2 separate regions of the Sus scrofa genome follow, and region 1 is linked to region 2. Evidence: chromatin contacts called from public HiChIP or PLAC-seq data. All regions are on one chromosome and are shown on one strand. Each heading gives the region's core, a stretch centred on a gene start, on an enhancer-like site or on the middle of the called end of the contact. The rest is flanking DNA. Distances are from core to core; before and after follow the strand shown. Region 1 holds the start of PON2 (paraoxonase 2). Region 2 holds the start of PPP1R9A (neurabin-1).

The links. HiChIP or PLAC-seq counts read pairs in DNA pulled down with a chosen protein or histone mark.
Region 1: a contact with region 2 is called in an H3K27ac HiChIP or PLAC-seq map of skeletal muscle, with 3 times the contacts expected there. The contact joins the promoter of PON2 here to the promoter of PPP1R9A in region 2. A contact is called at or near these places in 1 of 5 promoter capture datasets (fetal liver) and 1 of 2 datasets of contacts at active chromatin or transcription factors (skeletal muscle).

The regions. Positions count from the first base shown.
Region 1 is chr9:75,049,277-75,054,398 of Sscrofa11.1, reverse strand. It overlaps PON2 (paraoxonase 2), which reads left to right and starts at 3,049. Exons shown (of 9, transcript NM_001123223.1): 1 at 3,049-3,122. The coding sequence starts at 3,049.
Region 2 is chr9:74,632,480-74,637,331 of Sscrofa11.1, reverse strand. PPP1R9A (neurabin-1) reads right to left here and starts at 2,047. Exons shown (of 19, transcript XM_021063384.1): 1 at 1,879-2,047.

The DNA.
Region 1 (5,122 bases), core at 1,800-4,299, 420 kb before region 2:
CACCACACAGAGTTTGAGAAGCATTGATAAAAGCTATTATTATTTCTGAAAATTTGCTTAACAACCATTAATTTCTAATTATAAACTAGTTACATGTCATATTTGAGAAAACTGTTTCATACCAAGTGTAAGAAGTTGCCAGCATACAAACAAGTTCCAAAGCAAGTTTGTTTTGTGTTGGGTAACTTGGTTATTTGGCAATCAGAAAACACTTTCCCCATGAAATAACATAAGCCTGGACCAGGTTCTTGGTGTAGCCTATAAACCCCAGTTAACTCAAAAGATTGCTAAGCTACACTATAAAATTTATTCACCCATACATATTATAAAATTTAAGGACCAGTCTTCTCCATCCCCTTACCATCAAGAAACTAGGTTTCTGATTTCCAAATAAGAAAATCTCTCTCTTCCTCATTTACATGTGAGAAAAGGTCATTCCTAGCCCTGGCATGGTGGTAGGATGGGCATAAGGATAGGTCTATTTTTGCAGAAGTTTCTTCAAGAGCAACACTCAGAAGGAGGAAGAGTAATGGAGCTAGAGTACGCTTCACACAGACTGTGGGGGGATTAGGAGATCAAGTCTGAGGGAAATTTCTGGTTGAGTTAATAAAATTAAACTGAGGGTTCACCAGAATTCTCTGAGATTGAGGTTTGGTAGGTTTTGCTAGACTTGCAAACCTGGTTATTTTCCATAAATGTCCCCATCCTAAACCCCAGGGCATTGCTCCCCTGGGCTGCCAAGATGGTGAGTCATCTTGCATTGAGAGCTATCAGTGGCTATCTCAGGGCTTTTTATTTCTCTTCTCTTGTTATTTCAAAAGACATGAGGACAAGCCTAGGCTTAGTGAGAGGCACTGGTAGGATCAATTAGTGATGTCTGTCATGGGCAAGGGAAGAGGAGGGAGTCAGCACAAGAGCTGTGTTTTGCTATCCTGAGTGCATCCTAAAAGAAACAAATCTGCATTCCTTTCATTTCAGCGGAAAGCAAGCTGAATTTTTTAAAGCCTGGAAACAGCAAAAAGGGAAACAGGGAGTTCCCATCGTGGCTCAGTGGTTAACGAATCCGACTAGGAATCATGAGGTTGCAGGTTTGATCCCTGGCCTTGCTCAGTGGGTTGAGGATCCGGCATTGCTGTGGGCTGTGGTGTAGGTGGCAGACGCGGCTTGGATCCTGCGTTGCTGTGGCTCTGGCATAAGCCAGCAGCTACAGCTCCGATTGGACCCCTAGCCTGGGAGCCTCCATGTGCTGCAGGTGCGGCCGTAAAAAAAAAAAGGACAAAAAGAAAAGGAAAAAAAAAAAAAAAGGGAAACAGCATACAATAAGGTACTCTTATTTACAATTTATGGTTTCCTCTTTTTGTAAAACAAGTGGAAGAAAGAGGAGCCTAGCTCCTGATCTGGAGTCCATGAGGCATAGTTTTATATTCTAGTCACTATCCCAAATCCTTGGAATAAGACTCTCAAACCTAAGACAGAAGCTCTGGCAATAGACCCAGGCCCTCTCTTTTTTAGGTCCTCACTCTAAATTCTGATTTCATATAAGAGATTCTTCTCTTCTCTCAAGACTGACATTAAAAACACCCCTAGAGAAGAGATCCCACTCATACCTACCCAGTCACAGGGTAACTATGGTGGAATTCTTAAGCAAAGTGGTCCATGGATAGAATTCCTGAGGGGCTATGACTTTGAATAATGAGGAAAAAATCTTGATTTCTAATGGAATTTAGCATCTCCCTCAATTATGAAAGTAGAAAACAGACCTCAAAAGCATTAGCAATACTTGTGACTTTGTTACTATTGTAAATAAGAGTTATTTTCTTTATTTCATTACAGTGTTGCAGATGTCCTGAAATAACATTTATGCTCATCACTGTTTGAAAGAATGGTATTAGATCTTGTGATTTAAAGTGTTAATAATGCAGCACACATTACACTACTATATTACTGCACAAACATGAGAATATTTGACAATTGCATTTGAATGTAATTGGTCTCCTTTGCCATCCCATGCGTTTTACTGTATGTACTTATAAATGTTACTCTGAGAAGGCATCTATAGGTTCACTGCCAGAGGGGTCCATAACACAAGAAAAGGTAAACCTCCTGAGCTTTCGAAGAACAACTATTTAGTTCTCTGTCTGCCATGGAATATAAACTAAAATCCCTCAAGACTGAATCAGACATGCACATACCGAAACAGAGGGGTCTTCCCTCGCTCCCTCCTCCCCTGTGCAGAGAGGGTGTGAATCTGGCATCTGTTTTTATTTATTGGTTGTTAATAACATTGATGTTTGTTGAAAACTGGCAATTGTGACCGTTTCTGCCTACATACTGTAGGGTGGAAATTAAGCGCTGGTAACCATCAGAAGCTTATTGCAGCTATACTCACTTACTGTAACTATCTCAATCTTAATGGGGAAGCTTCCTTTTTATAGTTTTTTTCTTCCTTTATGCATGTTATGGGTTTTTTTTTTTTTAAGTTTTGTTTGGTTTTTGCTCTTACTCCCATAAACTGAGTTTAGATCAAAACAGTGTCCAGAAGTGTTCAGACTTTTAGATCTCTTGTCTAGCGAGGCATTACTTAAAAACACGGTGTTCTCAGCTACATCCTGTTATAAAAAAGCAGTGACTCCAACGTGATGTATTTACAAGACATGACCGAGTATCTTTTCCTGTAATTAAAAAAAAAAAATCTTCATAACTGCCTGCCGGAAGATTCTGACAGATCGACAACATAAGGGAATGTCTTTGAAGATTAGAGAACTGAGAAGGCCTGTGTACTACTTCAGATTCCTGCTGGGTAGTCTGTTTGCAAAAGGAGATGAAGGACTTCATTGTGTCACAATCTTGGCTTAACCTGGGCGGGAAGGTGTCAGAAGAGTAGTTTAGTGGCGACAAAGGCCAAGGGCTGGGCCGAGGGCGGGGCTGCCGCGGCCCGCGATCAGGAGCCAGCCGGGCTCGCGGACCTCGGGGCGGAGCGCGGCCCGCGCGCTGGAGCCGGACGGCGGGCGCCGCCCACAGTGCTCCCGGGCCGGGCCGAGCGAGGCCATGGGGCGGTTGCTGGCTCTGAGCTTGCTGGGGATAGCGCTGGCGCTCCTGGGCGAGAGGCTCCTGGCGCTCAGGTAGGTGGGGCTCCCTGGGGTCCCTGCTCGAGGTGGCCGGGGTGCGGGCGAGCGGGGACACTCGCGGCCGGGGAGGAACTCTGCACCGCGCTGCTCCCCCTCCCCGCGGGTCGCCTCCACCCCACCCCCAGCTGCCAGCAAAACCCTGCACCGTTTGGGCTGAATCGCGAGACTTCCTAAAAAGTTTACCAGCCTTGGCTGTTCACAAAGTTCTTTTCTCCCCAGGCTGAAGAAGCGAGTTCTTTGGAGTTTACTCGAGGGCAAACCCTGTACTTTAACTTGAAAACAAAACTGTGACTCATGCACTGAAACTTTAATTATAAAGATTTCTTTCAGGTCACTGGTGCCGCTTCTCTTTGTTGCTCCAACCAGCCTCGGTCTTTAACAGAGTTGTTCTCCATCCCTCTCCTGCAGAGTTAGAGAAACTCTTCCGCTGCTCTCTAATCTTGGCGCAGTAGATCAAAGATACCCGAGATACTCAGCTAGTGACCTTACATCACTTCCGTATTTATCTTTTGGCCGGGAACCCTGAGGCTAGAATGCCAAACAGGACACGCCTAGTCCATCTCACATCTTCGGTATAATGAAGAAAACTCGGGGAGGCAGACGTCATAGTCTCCGAATTATCAACTCAAATTTTATAAGCTTCTAGGCGAAAGAATTCTAGAAATGCTGAGTGCTTAATCTATACCATGCTCTCTTGGGCTCCTGTAATCTAGTAAGTCACCGTCCTTACCCTTAAAAAGTTCATCCGATTATAGGGCAGAAGAGAAATAAAACAAATAGATAAATTAGGATGTTCAGGACAGGTACAAACCAATCCCTACAGGCTTGAGGAAGAGTTACAGTTCCTGAAGGTGGAGTTCAGGAGGAAGGGACTTTTGACATTGTCCTTGCGGGATGGGTGAAACAGATAGGAATTGTGCCTCAACAAAGGGAATGAGGTAGGGACTTTTAGATTTGAGGAGAGCAGAAAGTTAAGTGATGAGAATAGTACGGGTAGGGGAAGGATGGGGTTTGAGGTGGTTAAATATATGTTGGAAAATTGGGGCCTGCTTTGATAGGCAGAGCGGAACTATTTATTGTGTGTTCTATTTTTTAAACAGGTACCTGTTGAAACCATCTAAAGCATAACCAGTTGGGCTGTGTAGAGATGGCCTGGGAGGCTGGATTAGAGCAGAGTGGTGGTTCTCATGCTAACTGGGCTGCACTCCCAGCAATTCTGATTCTGTCCATCTGGGTGGGGCCCAGGCCTGAGTATTTTTCATTTTTAAAAATTCTCCTGATAATTCTAATATACAGTTAGAGCTGACAAGTACCAGTATAGAGGGCAAATAGACATGGGGATACTAGTTAAAGAACAGGAATTTTGGAGAGAATCACAGAGGCCTTAACTCTGAAACTCCAGGGATAAAGGGTAAGTCAAAGGCGATACTGGAGTTTCCGTCTCTGCGTCTTAGCCGTAGTTTCATCTGCTGATAAAAGTGCCAGGAGGAGGAACAGTGTCTAAGCAGCAGGAACAGTCAGAGTTGGAAGAGGAACATTTACTGGAAAGAAATAGACATCTTGAGCTTATTTGTGTGTTATGTAAATGACCTTCCTGCTTTGCAGAACATTTTTGAGTTGGATGATTTTGTATGATCTGTCTGTCCAGCTCTTGGTTTCAAAAGCAAGACCACTAAATTCTCAAGTTCATTAAATTGTCCCTAAAGTTCAAACCACTAATGTTTCTATGAGTTGACATTTTGTCAATTACCAGTCAATTCTTTCTTATTAATCTTAAGATTTTAAATTTAAGTCCTTATAAGTCACAAATGCAGTTGCAAACCTAAGAAAAAATAAATGAAGCTTATTTACATAGAATGCACATGGTAGGCAATTTAAAATTTAATGCATCTTTTCTTTACGAAGACAACTATAATAAACTTTATTGAGCAGTGACTTCATAGGGTAGTAACTTCACTGGACAGTTGATGCCTCTTATTGGCTGATGTGAGAAA
Region 2 (4,852 bases), core at 798-3,297:
CGACTCAGAAAAATGAAATCCATTTGACATTCTCCACATCAGGAAGAACTTATTCTTCCTGTACAAGTACAATTGAAAGTTTGGAATCTATGTTTACACACTCCGAAACACACCTACAGAGACTTTATTTCACTCTTTCTAGTCCAATATTCTCATCTACAGCATCCTCAAAGCAACACTTTCAGATAAAAACAAACAGAAGAAAGTTCTTACATGACAGTAAGTTTCACTCCAAGTTCAGAACCAAAGCAAATATTTGGAAGTTTCATAAAAGTGAACATTATTAATTACAGCGTGGGATATAGAATATCATGGGAATAAATGCACGAGAATGTGACGATCAGAAAATAAACAGACCATGAAACCTCTTTTCATAGCCCTGATTTTTTTTTTTTTTTTATTATTATACTTGCCTCTAACTTACTACAAGCTCAAAACACAACGCCATGCATACTTGCTGGTCTCCTCTAGCCCACAGCTGGATTTTACATCAACATGCCAGCAATCAAATACTTCAAGATCCGCTGAGGTGCAGACAACACAGTTCTAAAGATTTTTTCATTTATTCATTTTGTTTTTGTTTTGCTTTATTTTTTAATATTAGGCCGAGCCCTATCACTCTCACGCACCAGCAGATGAGGGAGCGCACAGTTTCACAGTCTCCAAACTCGGCTCCTGGCCCAGCAAGCATGCATGGCCCATGCAGACAAACAAGAAAGGCTTCAGAGTGTGGTGCCTGGGGTTTTTGTTGTTGTTGTTGTTGTTATTATTATTTTTGGTCAAGCATCGACAATCTCCCTCTACCCTGACATTTGTTTTGGCCTTACACACCATCCCCTCCCCCCCTACACACACCCTACTCCCTCCCCCGCCAATTTGAACCCGAGGGGGCGGGGGCGGGGGCGATGGGGCCGCCGAGGGATTCAAAACCTGCCCTCACGAAAGACAAACATAAATAACACCAACTTGAGAGGCAGCGGATTCCCAAGCCTGGTTCGGGACGCAATCCCTCGGCCCCGGGCAGGGGCAGGGCCGGGAGAGCAGGTGACGCCAAGCGCTATGGTAGGAGGTCGCAGTCTAGCTTTGTGCCAGGAAGCACCTGAAGTCCTAACACACTGGCTGCGGCTCCCAGCGGCTGCCAGGCGGATCCCAGTGTGGCACGGGGAGAGCCGAGCTCCCTGGCCACATTTAAAAAAGGAGAAGAAAAAAATGACAGGGTAGTGCTAATAAATCCCTTTGTTTTTCCTCACAGAGTGCCAGGAAACAATAGATCCCACAGATCATGCCTCCGATCCTCAGCCTACCGCTCCCCCACCGCTACCCACCCCCACCCTCAGCCTGCAACTCAGCCTTTGTACATCGCGATTCTCTCCCTCCTCATCTCCACCCTCCCCAACTCCTCGCCCCGCGCTCAGCCTCCCCCTTACCCGAGCGGGAGCCGCCGCCGGCGGGGAGGGTCGGGCGGCCGAGGCTCCCACCCCCTCCTCTGAGGCGCCCCCCCGCCCCACCGCGGTCGCCGCTCAGCTCGGCGCCGGCCCGCTCGCTGCCCCTCCGCCCGCTCCTCACGGCGCAGCGCGGCGGGCGGCTGCGGCGGCCGCTTCCACTTATGCTGCGGCCCCTACGCGCGCCGGGCCGGCGGCGGGAGGCCCCGGGAGGCGTGCTGCGCTCCCCAACGCCATGGCGGGCGGGCGGCGGCCCGGGCCCCAACGCGCTCGCCCGCTCCGGCCGGCCTGAGGCTGGGAGCCCGGCCCGGGCAGGGGCTTCGCCCACGTGCGGCCGCCCGCGCCTGGCCGTTGGGTTGGCGGGGGAGCCGGGGTGTGATGGCGGGAGAGGCCCGGGGTGGGGGGTGAGGAAGGCCCGGGGTAACAGGTGCCTCACCTCGGCTGATGGGATTAACTCTAGGGCCGCAGAGAGAGGGAGCCCGGCAGCAAAATCCCAGGAGAGGGAGAGAGAGGGAGCCTCTGGCGGCCAACGGAGGGCGAAAAGCACCGGCCCGAGGCGAGGCCGCCCCACCCCCTCGGCCGTGGGCGAGGGGCCCCTCAGGCCTGGGGCAAGCCCTGCCCTTCAGCCCTGGTCTAGGTTCCGCGAGAATTGGGTTTAGGGGCTACAGCTGCCGGGGCCACGCGAACTGTGCTGTTAACTCGCAGACCCCAGAGTATCTGGAACCCTGGGATGTGCTCCTGGCCTGGAAGGCCAACACCTAGGCCCAGGTCCATTGTGGCCTTCACCTAGGACAATGCTCCCCATAATACCCATCTTGACCTTAAGGCTCCACCGCTAAAGGAAAATATGCGGAAATCTGACTTTTTTGTCAGGAATTTTTCAGATGCTTTCGCCCAACCCCACCCTTTTATAAATACTCAGGACCCCCACCTTTCCCCATCAAAAATACCAGAAGTGTTACAATGCAAAATATCAAAGTGATCATAACTGTCAATATAGACCTTTAAACCAATCCTCCAAAAAGCTCTATGGAGTAGAAACTCTCAGGATAATTTTTCAAGATGGTAAAAATATTTTCGAATAGAAACATAAAATGAAAAATGTGTCCAAAATGTTATTTGACTCATCAATTAGGGAGGGAACACCAAGAGAATGTGAAGAACAAATCTTTATGGAAAATCAGAAAAGAGACAAAACCAGTTAATAAGACAATAAATGTAATATTTTGAACTAGTTCCTAATCAACTGGATCTCTAAGGAACAAAACCATTTTTCATATCTACAGATAAGAACCATTTACATTATCATTAAGTTCCTACGGCTTAAAGAGTAAAAAGCCTGGTCAAAGGCAGGCAAATGTGCAAACTATTGTAGAACCACACAACTCCAGCGTGCTGTGGATAACATCTAGCATTCCATTGAAAGGACACCCAATAATCTTTTGCCCGTTTCAAAGTCTTACATTAATTTCCCCAACAGAATTATTATTATCTATATTTTACAGGTGGGAAAACTGAGCTTTAGGTTCTATAATTTACCTACAGCTACATCGCTAGTGAATGATTACTGCTGCGTATGAACTCCAGCAAGTCTATACACGCAATCTACACTCTGGAAGCAACATCTTTTCTCGCTTAATTTCAAAAGGGCTTTGTAGCTACTCAATTCTATGTATCTCTTATTTTGAACAGTGGAATTTTTTCTTTTCTTCAAGCCTCACCAAATTCTGGGTGCTTTCCCAAAAAATTGGCATTCTGTGTCTATGATGTGGATGTCACTTCTATAAGCATAAACAGATGTAACAGGCAATGTGAGGGGGCTGTGGTTCCAGTCTCCACTTTTGGAAAGAACATTTGTGCTGTCTGGGGTAATTTAGTGGAAAAGTTCCTGTCATTTATTTGCAGTGTGGAAACCATGTTTTTTAAGAGAATAACCTAAATAAATCCAAGAACCTAATCACTGAGTTCTATCTGTAGAAGAGGGGGCAGAGTTGGCAACAAAACCAGTCTTACACCTCTTTACAAAAAGATGATTCATACAGAAAAGCAGACTAAAGAATTTGGTTGGTTTGGGTTTCTTCCTTTCTTTTCTTTCTTTCTTTCTTTTCTTTCTTTTTTTTTTTTTTTAATGTGAATCTTCTGGAAAAATTCCTACTGAAAGTATGAAAGACAGAGTTTTTAAAACATAATTTCTGATAATTTTGGATTCCTGGATTGCCTATAATCTACCGTCCATTTCTAACACTTCTCTGAATGTTTGAAGAGACTATTAGACCAGTACTAACTAATCCAATATATATGGTTATTTAAATTAATTTAAATCAAATACAATTTAAAATTAAGTTCCTCAGGATGTCCCATTGTGGCTCTGTGATTACAAACCCAACTAGTATCCATGAGGATGCAGTTTCAGTCCTTGACCTTGTTCAGAGGGTTAAGGATCCAGTGTTGCCATGAGCTGTGGTGTAGGTTACTTAGGAACCAGGTAGAGTTCCCATTGTGGCTCATTGGAGACAAACCTGACAATTTTCCATGAGGATGCGGGTTTGTTCCCTGGCCTCACTCGGTGGATTAAAGATCCCTGAGCTGTGGTGTAGGTCGCAGATGCAACTCGGATGGTATATTTCTGAGGCTGTGTCATAGGCCAGCAGCTGCAGCTCTGATTCCACCCCTAGCCTGGGAACTTCCATATGCCACAGGTGTGACCCTAAATAAATAATAAAATTAAATTCCTTAGTCCCCCTAGCCACATGTGAAAGGCTTAGTAGCTACATGTGCCTAGTGGCTACCATATTGAACAGTATAGATACAGAACATTTTCATCACAGAAATTTCTATTGAACAGTCCTGTCCTAGACAACAGTTGCACTTCTATAAATTAAGAAAGGTATTTGGGAGTTCCCGTCGTGGCACAGTGGTTAACAAATCCGACTGGGAACCATGAGGTTGCGGGTTCGGTCCCTGCCCTTGCTCAGTGGGTTAATGATCCGGCGTTGCCGTGAGCTGTGGTGTAGGTTGCAGACGCGGCTCGGATCCTGCGTTGCTGTGACTCTGGCGTAGGCCTGTGGCTACAGCTCCGATTCAACCCCTAGCCTGGGAACCTCCATATGCCGTGGGAGCGGCCCAAGAAATAGCAACAACAACAACAACAAAAAAAAAGACAAAAGACAAAAGACAAAAAAAAAAAAAAAAAAAAAAAAAAAAAGAAAGGTATTTGGACTTTAGAAGGGTCAAAACTTAGCTCAATAGATCATTAATATTTGGGGGAGATGTCATAAATTTTGCACGTTCTTATTGGAAAGGCGCTATGGTAGTATTAGGTGAAGTTCAGTACTGACATACAAGGCATCCCCAAATTTGGGGAAGAGGAGGGTTTTGATTTTCATCTATGGGTCTTTTATAAATCATGT